2 separate regions of the Hordeum vulgare genome follow, and region 2 is linked to region 1. A link is a contact called in public Hi-C data. All regions are on one chromosome and are shown on one strand. The core of a region is the stretch at or near the end of the contact, and the rest is flanking DNA. Distances in the headings are between cores, read along the strand shown.

What was found. A called contact is a pair of places that touch in the nucleus more often than the background predicts.
Region 2: a Hi-C map of leaf shows a contact between it and region 1, with 1.8 times the contacts expected there. The contact joins the promoter of LOC123449888 here to the promoter of LOC123449887 in region 1. A contact is called at or near these places in 2 of 6 Hi-C or Micro-C datasets (leaf and seedling).

Annotation. Positions count from the first base shown.
Region 1 is chr4H:595,227,995-595,232,496 of MorexV3_pseudomolecules_assembly, forward strand. It overlaps LOC123449887 (TVP38/TMEM64 family membrane protein slr0305-like), which reads left to right and starts at 2,542. Exons shown (of 5, transcript XM_045127247.1): 1 at 2,542-2,719; 2 at 4,178-4,451. The coding sequence starts at 2,673.
Region 2 is chr4H:595,387,893-595,392,394 of MorexV3_pseudomolecules_assembly, forward strand. LOC123449888 (B3 domain-containing protein Os03g0120900-like) reads right to left here and starts at 2,316. Exons shown (of 1, transcript XM_045127248.1): 1 at 233-2,316. The coding sequence starts at 1,555. The coding sequence ends at 587.

The sequences.
Region 1 (4,502 bases), core at 1,292-3,791:
AAACAAAGAACACCCAATAGTTGGTTTGTGTCAAAGAAAAAAAAAACAAGATTGCAAAACAACAATCCCCATTCCTCTTTTTTGATGGATATGGATGCAAAATGCAAGGGCACTAACAAATGGCCGGATTGTTAACAAAGCGTAGCTTAGATGATCAACATTTTTTATGCATACGGTATCTCGGAGGTGCTTGTAAGGCCAGGGTGTATGTATGAATATATATTTCAGCATTTTATGATTGTATTATGTTCACAAGAAAGAAACGATTAGAAAAAATAAAAGTTTCAGCCATCTAATGGATAGACATGTACTCGCTTCGTCCTTGAAAGAATGTACTACTTCCAACTTTATTGGAAAGTCAATTTTCTTTATGTTTGATTGTATTTATACAATAACACATCAACATTTATGCCATCAAATTAGTAGCATTAAAGCATCTACAGCCGAAACTTGCAAATTCGATCCCTCAAACGCCCGCGGACGCATCGACGGGCAATGATTGGTCGTATCTCATATTTCCCTTTTCACATCCATGTATCTCATATCCAGTGCCCTATATCCATATTATCCATGCAACATTGAGCAACTCTCATGTTATGCAGATGAGTATTTGTTTGTGCTTGGTTCTAACTACAACCAGGAGCAACTTCACAGTCCAACCATAATCTATATGATGTTGCACGCACCGTGCTTGACTCAACAAAGTCAAATTCACCATGTTGGTTTATGTATGACATCACGTGCAAACAAAGAGCATTTTCTTTTCAGTTTAAAGTAAGTGTTCCTTGCTGCATAACAAACTACTTTTTTTTTCCAGCAATTTGTTTTCTTGAGACAACGAAAATGCACCACCTTTTAATGAAAATGAAATTGGTTTCTATCTATATCTTTGTCTCATATCTAACCTGATTGTCAAGCAGGTAGCCTCCATAAGCACTAATTATAGTTGCATTGCGGGAGACAAAATTTGGTCAAATAGTTTTTCTTTTCCTTTTTATCCAGGTTGTCACCTTTTGGATCATAAATTTTCTCGAGAGACAAAATCTAATCAGACAATGTTGCTGGTATCATTTTGCCTCTTTTTGCCCAAGCAAACAATTGTCAAAAGGAATCAAAGCAGGCAAGATATAGAAACAAGATAAAGAAATCAAAGCAGGTTACCTTGGTGAGTTCTTTGTGTGTTTTGCTGAGCTCCCACATCTGGATCCATGCTGCTACACGTTTTTTATTTTGTTTTGCCTGCACACTGATTCTTTCCCAAGTTTTTTTAAGTTAAATTAGGTCATAGATCTCGGGATTTATTTGCCCTAACACCTTTGAAGGTTAGCCGACCATGGGGCTAGGGATGGGCAGGAGGGAGAGTGTTGAGGAGAGGGACAAATGTCTCTGGACCCAGGTGCTTTTTTCCTCGGGTCACGTGACAGCGGGAGGAAGATATGAAAGAAAAAAAAACAGACCAAAGCCTAGACAGAAAAGAAAAAGGCGGCGAGCTGGGACAAGGGAGAAACGGGCTGGAGAAAAAAAAGGTGACATCACCCCACGTCAGATGACCGAGAACATAGACAAAACTCAGAGCTCTTGGCGCTCTCCATCAAATTAGTAGATTAGAAACATGATAAAATATATTTTCATCATATACGTATTTGATTTTCACAAACATTATAATATTTTTGCACAAACTCGTCAAACTTTGAGATGGTTTGACCCTCCAACAAAGTTAAAAGCACACTCTTTTTAAGGACGGAGTGAGTATAATTCTTAAACAAAAGTCGTATGAGCATGCGCGATACGAAACTCGGTATCTCTAGGAATTTCCAAACAAGTGCGCAAAAGAAAAAAAAAATGATAATCTGCCGTGTTGCTGCAACCTGCAAACTATTGACCGAGCAATCCAGAAGATTGCGATGCCTTTCAACACAAGAAAGCCAGTCGCAATTGTCAACCCTCGGCCTTATCCTCTTGAAATGCGATAAGCAGCGCTGGAAACGTAGAAGAAAAGAGTTTTTCTAGAGGCAAAAGAAAGTTCCAGCTAGTTATTCCTAGAGATTCATTCATCGGCGTGTCACGACTCACGGCGACAGTGGATGGCGGTTTGACCACACAAGCAGGGTGGGTATCTAGAGGCCTAGTTTTTGTTTGTTTGTTTGTTTGGGTGAGATGATTTTGTTTTTGTTTTTTTGAGGGAGGGTGAGATGATCTTAGAGGCGTAGCTTTGGTTTGAAGCAAAGTGGCGACCAACAACACAAAGCAACGGGGAATCGAATCGACCTTGAGCCGCTCGGTCGGACGGGCCCGGCCCGGCCCGGCCCGAACCCGAAGGAACGAAGACCTCCGCTCCCCGGAACGGTGGACCCGCCGCATCGGTGACACGAGTCGCACCCCGGCGAATATTCATTCCGCTTCCCCGAGGCGGGGCGAGGGCAGGGGCAGTTTCGTCCGTCCGTCCACGTGGGCTAACCACCACGCCGCTAGTGCGGGGCACTCCGGTACTTTCCCCCGCCCCGCCCATCCTTTTTTCGCTTTTCGCTTTTTGTTTCGAGTACGCGCTCTCTCTTTTCCCCTCCCCCTCTCTACTCTGCTTTCGTCGTTCCCCTCCACCGCGAGCTTCCAGAAGCGAGGGAAAGGGGAGGAGGAGGAAGCAAGGCTGTGGACCGATCCCCGCCCTCGACGGCATGCCGCGCGTCCTCCCTCTCGACATTGAGCCCGGGGAGGCGGCCAGGTACCAGCGCGCACCTCTCCGGCCGCCGCCGCGGTTCCTGCTGCTTTTCTTGGTTTTCCCTGCTCGGGTTTTCACCTTTTTTTTTTCCTGGGGGGTGGGGGGGGCGAGCGATTCCGGCGGATGGCTCGTCTTCTCTGGGCGTCAGGGCTTAGGTGGTGGTTAGGTCGCGGCCAAATCGCATTAGGAGGTTTTGTTATCAGCCTGTTATTCTCTTGTTCCTAGCTGAAATATAGGTCTAGGCACGCCAAATCGCGGCTTACTTTCCTAGTAGCATTATTCTTTGGTTATTATCATTCCCATCCACCTTTGTTACTGCTCCTAGTTTGTTGGAAGAACAATGATATAGTTAGTAGAGTAGTATATAAAATGAGAATTAGTACTGCTAAGATTTTTGTGTGGTTCCGAGGTTCTCTCTTGTCTGGCACGCTGCCCCCACCCACCTGCTGCCTTCGCTCTGCTCCTGCCCTGGAGCTGGCCATCCACCCCTGTCTGGGCGGTGGCTCCGGGATGGGGATCCGTTTCACGCTGCCGCCTACCCACCATTGATTAGAGCTGGGGGGGCATGGGATTACCTGTTACTAGCCTAATCCCGTGCGCCAGCTATATTTCGGTATGACCCATGCACTCGGAATTTAGGAGGAATGACAGCAAAGAGGAGGCGATCCTTTTCGGGTTCCTAGTACTTAACGATTTCATGCTTGGTTTATGTTGTCCGTTTCCTCATTCTCGGCTGTCTGTCGAAAGTTTCCGTAAATCTCGGTTCCCTTCAAAATTGTACATCTCATATATGGACAGAAAATTTGTACTATTGTAAGTTTGCGACTTTAGCAGACATGATTTTTTAGTTTGATATGTTGGGTGAGGTTGGGTTTTGGGATGAAAATGGCTGGATGTTCATCCGAGGGTTTACAAACGTGACTGAGATTCGACCATAATTCAGGCAACTTATGAGTGTGTTATATCCTGATATTGGCTTCAGATTATATAATCTTATTTTTCCGTTTTGGATTGCTGCTTCGGGTTCCCTGTGGCCAAGCGTCATGGTTTTAGAGATAACAGGTGTCGCCTAGGATTCATTTAACTATGAAATGAGTCACATTACTCAAATTTTTTGCGTTGGGAAGAAACTAATGATGTGTCCAATTTGGGAATCTTACTTACACTAGCATGTTACATCCATGCTACTTTAAGTATCATGATTGAGCGACCATTTGCTACACTACAAGTCTACAACATGCCGGCCAAACCAGTGCATTTGAGTGCGAGTTCAGTTATGTGTGCAACTAAGCTGTAACGGAATATTGTTTTAAAGAAATAACAGGGAGTTGGGACTGTGCAACTTTAATTTGGACACACATGTCAACCTTAACCCTTCATGTATGACACAAATTAGTAAGATTTGTTCGTGTGCAGTATCAGTACATTTAATTCCTAATATTTCTTGGCTTGTAAAAACAGAGCTGGTGAGACGGTCGTAAGCATGCCAAGCTCTTCAGCTGTGGCATCACGCAAGGGAATTGAGCCTTCCGAGCAAAACATAAAGGACGACGAATGTGCGAGGCTGGTGATACCAGCTCAACATGCAACAGCTGACAACAACACAGAGATTTTGCCTGAGCAACCAAAGTCAAGACACTTCATTTGGTGGATGAAAGTTCTGCTTGGCTGCTTCCTTCTTATATTAGCATCTTATATCTTCGTGAAATTTGGAGTCCCCTTTGCCTTTGAGAAGGTGAGGCGCTGATACTTTCTGTGCAAAAGTAAATCTCTTCCTTGGAGGGTA
Region 2 (4,502 bases), core at 1,066-3,565, 160 kb after region 1:
TACACCATAATTAATTTATTAATTAAACATTGCATCCCACCTCCAAGATACTTGCACCCATTGTACTGTATTTGTAAGTTGAATATTAATTGTTATCGTATGTGGGGAGCACACTATGTTTCCTAGGCTCGGTCATCTTCCTAGCTGCCATTTTCCAGTGTGCATTCAAGTTCCTCAAATGAAAAGAACTTAATTATAATTAAGCACACAAGGGGAAATAAGAAGGCAGGAATGCAAATCAAAGCAGATAGTATAGCAAGAAACCATGCATCAATCAAGATAGAGAGATTTGTTGTTGTTGCTGCTGCTTAAATTGTTCTTTTCGTGTTTCTTCTCACACTGCACAGCACTGCCTAATAATTAAGGATCGAGGGATCATGAGCTATATATACCAAAGGAAGTGATTACGAAGAGGCTAGATGCTCCAAGCATGCACCGGCCGCCGCCGCCGCATTTGTTTACTTCTCCGACAGGTTAATTTCTCCTTTGCGAACGCCCGGCGGCGGCGGCGGCCCCGTTTGTGTCAGAATCTGAGTAGCAGTAGTGGTAGTAGTGGTGGATCGTACGACCGCCCACTCTTAGCGCTTCACAAGTCAAGATTCAAAGAGCACCTCGCTTTCCCTGACGACGACGACGATGAGGAGGCCGGTGACAGCAGCTGCAGCGCCGGAGGCGCCGTCCTCACGCCTTCAAAGTCCTCCTCGGCGTTTGTGGCGCACTCGAGGTTCACCCCGAAGAGCCGCACCCGCTTCGACCCCGACGTCGCCACCGGGGACGGCTCCGGGACCGGGTACTGCCCTGGCACTGCCGCCATGCGCACCGGCACCGACTCCAGGACCAGCGACTGGTGCTGGCGGTGGTATTGCTGCTGCGGCTGGTAGAAGAGCACCTGCCTGCCGGGTGCTGCCCCGTAGCCGTCGTACCCGATGTGTCGCCGCTGGTGGTGGTGTTGGTGTTGGTACTGGTAGGCGTCGTAGTCGTAGACGGACGCCGGAGTAGTCGCCTGGAGGAACATCCTGCCGCCAGCGCCGCCGGGTCCGGCCGGGTGCGCCATCCACGGCGAGAAGGGCATGGAGGGGAGGGCAAAGCCTCGGTGGTGCCCGGGCGGGAGGACGACGTCGGGGCGGCGGCGCCAGTCGATGAAGAGCCTGCCCCTTGCGGCCTCCCCGACGCCGCGGCCGAAGGAGACGGTGTCCCCGGCGTCGAGGCGCTTCTCCTTGACGAAGCGGCTCCAGCCCTTGGTCATCACGTAGCTCTGGCTGCTGTTCCAGTAGGAGTAGCGGAAGCGCCACGGCTTGCCGGCGCGGTCCTCGAAGCTGAGCAGGAGGCCCTTGTCGGTGGAGGAGGCGTCGAGCGGGAAGTACTTCTCCGCGTGCTGCTTCGGGATCACCAGCCGGTTCAGCTTGCCCACGTCGCTCGGCGTCACGACCTTGTCGAACATGTGCTCCTTCTCCACCGCCGCAGCCTCCTCCTCATCAGCCTTATGATCCGCCGCGGGCGGCGACGAGCAGCTACCAGCGGCCGCCGTGGAGGCCCTGATTGCGGTGAACTCCATGTGCACCGATCGATGGAGGAGAGGTAGGTTAGGTGGTAGATGCCTCCTTCCTCCCCTTGCCTGCTTCTGCTTCGTCCTCGCTGCTGGCCTTGACCTTTGACCAGCAGCTGGTGCTCCCCTTCTCCCACTCCCAGTGCTGTGCTGTTACTGTTGTTTATAAGTGTAGGATTTGGGTGGGCTTACAATATTTGGCTAGCTTGGGAGATTGGAATTTAGAATTCTCGGGCGACTGGCATAGCAGGAGAAGCTGTGAAGGTGGGGAACAGCTCGATCTGCCTGCTAACTACCTAAAGCCTGAGCTTCTTGCAGGATCCAGGCATGAGATCGAGCAAGAAGAGGATGGGGAGGAGGAGGAAGAAGGGTGGAGGAAGGATCGATGGTGGGGTGGGTACTATGAAGGTCGTTCTTGGTGAGAGGCCGGCCGGCCGGAGAGGAAAGGGGGAGGATGAGAAATGGAGATGAGGCTGGTTCTGGATGGGATGGATGCTTGCTTTTGGCTTGCAACCAAAGGTAATTATCCTAGCTTCCTTAGCTAGCTAGCGTGTCTAGTGTGTATGTATGTGTATGTGTATGTATGTATACGTGTGTGCAATGTACTGTATGATGGAGGGGGGGAAGAGTGGGCACAATACAAGTAGCTTGCTTTTTAAAGGAGAGGAAGGAGGATGGGGTGTGAGAGCTAGCTAGTAGCTTGCTAGCTAGCTACCTAGGGTGGGCCCCATTGATTATCTGGTTGAGCTCATGTGAGCTTGTCCTTGTCATGCTATAGGGAGAGCCTTTATGCGAGTTAGGCAGATGATGAGCCCCAAAATGCCAGTTGTTGGATCTGATTTTTCAACATGTATGTATGTATGTATATCCTTATTGGTAGGCATCAAAACAACTGTATTTTATGCTACCTCGTATTATTACTACAAGTACATGTAATTTGTTTGTGGTATGTATGAACATGGACTACTATTTGATTCGATTTGTATTTTATGCTCATATTATTACTAATGTCTATAGAATTTGTTTGTATCTGTATGTGTGTCCGTATGCATGTATGACCTACATACTATTTCATTTGATTCGAGTCTTTCATATATCCTTGAGTATGAAGTTGAATGTAAGCCAACTGTGTTAGGCAGTGCTAGCTAGCTGGCTGTTATCAGCTGGCTATATTAATTTTGCGTTGTATCTTGACTTGACCTTGAAGTGGCTATTCAAAATTTCATTGCTCTTTGGGGTTAAGCTAGCATTCCGAAATGAATCCGTGTGCTACATATTTTTTGTTTTCCCAGTGGTTGCACCATATCATAAATAAATGAAATAGACGCATATATATACCCGGAATTAATACACTGGATATCTTATCAGTAGTATGCTTAGTATTAGCTGCCTTGTTCTTATCACAAGACGATGCTAAGTTTGAACTACTCTTGTTGCAACCTGCACACAATTATTCTGACACTGAAGACTGAACATGCTTTCTTATTTTGTTGGCATATTGAATTGATCTTCCATTCGTGTATTACCTTAGACCTCAAAACCTATAAAATCCCCAAATAAAATCATGAACGCATCCAGATAGAATAATTGCAACAACGTGAGTCTGTTAAGGGCAATATTTAATTAGTCAGACTGTCTCTGAACTTATTTCAGGTTATCTTCATGCAATTAGAAATTGCCACTGCAGGGCCAGCTATTGTAGTATGTCAGAGAAGATGAGGAGAGGGAGGTCAGTATGGCTGCTCACCTCTGATTCGGCCCCAGGAGTGAGAAGGCGCCTATTTTATGGGCACACTCAGACACATGTGGTGCATTCAATAAGGTACAATCTGTAGCTACTTACCAGTAGATGCATATTTTATAAGGTGCACACACATGTTGCTGGCTGTTCTCTTGGCACATGAGGTGGGCAGATGCTACTAATATATATATGTCGAGTGGCTGTTTGTTTTCGGGGGGTTTGCCTTTGTTTTGTGGGAGAATCGTGAGGCATTGGGACAGGGGTAGTTGACGGCTGATTAGACTTGTGAAAGGTTTCTTCCTTTCTTGTCTTGCTAGTTTTTATTTGTAAATCAAATTATCTGCTAGTTTTGGTTGTAGCGTGGAAGTTTATGACCAGGAAAGTTAAATTACGACAAATTGTACTTTACTTACGGTTGACGATGTTCATGTTTTTTACAATATACAGTCTTAGCAAAATCTAATAGTTATGGGTACTTGAGTTTTAGGTCCGGCCTATATGGTCACATGGCAAGAAGTTGTGAAGTACCGGCGCACCCGAAGTAGAAAATTAAGCTTTTTTGGAAAACTGAAAAAATTTGCTCCCCACCTCACTTAGTTGTGACTTTAGCCTAAAGGATTTTAGTCATCTAAAGGAAATCTGCTCCCCACCTCACTTAGCAAACCTGAAAACGCATTCATGATCTTTTTCTAGTCATCTAAAGGATTTTAGTTTTAACCGAAAGGATTTGACTAGTTAAAATTTGTCAAGCATGGATTGGGTTGAGAAATCTCTTTGCCTCTCTCCACTTTCCAAACAACCAAGTTGAGCTAAAGATGCATCCCGAGTCACCATAATTTGGGACCAGCCGGCCGCCGGCTACCTGTGGATTGGTTGAGCACTTTGTTGACCATTCGATAGCTCGGTGCATGTGTGTGCATTGCATTTTGCATGCATGGTTATCTCAAGTGGGCATATAGCATGTCGATTTAGCAAATATGGGAGAATAGAACGTACTGTTCTTTTTTTTTTTCTTTTGCAAAGCAGCAGTACGATAAAACTTGGGCCCTTCTCTGGGACCTACTTTCCACAAGCAACATAATTCCGGTCACCGGTGAAGTAGCAAAAAATCTTGACTGCCGGTAATTCCCAGAATGGATTGTGGTTAACTATCCAATTCGGAGAAGAATAGCTAACTGTACTGCATTTATGCAGTGTACCCCTGTCGAATTGATG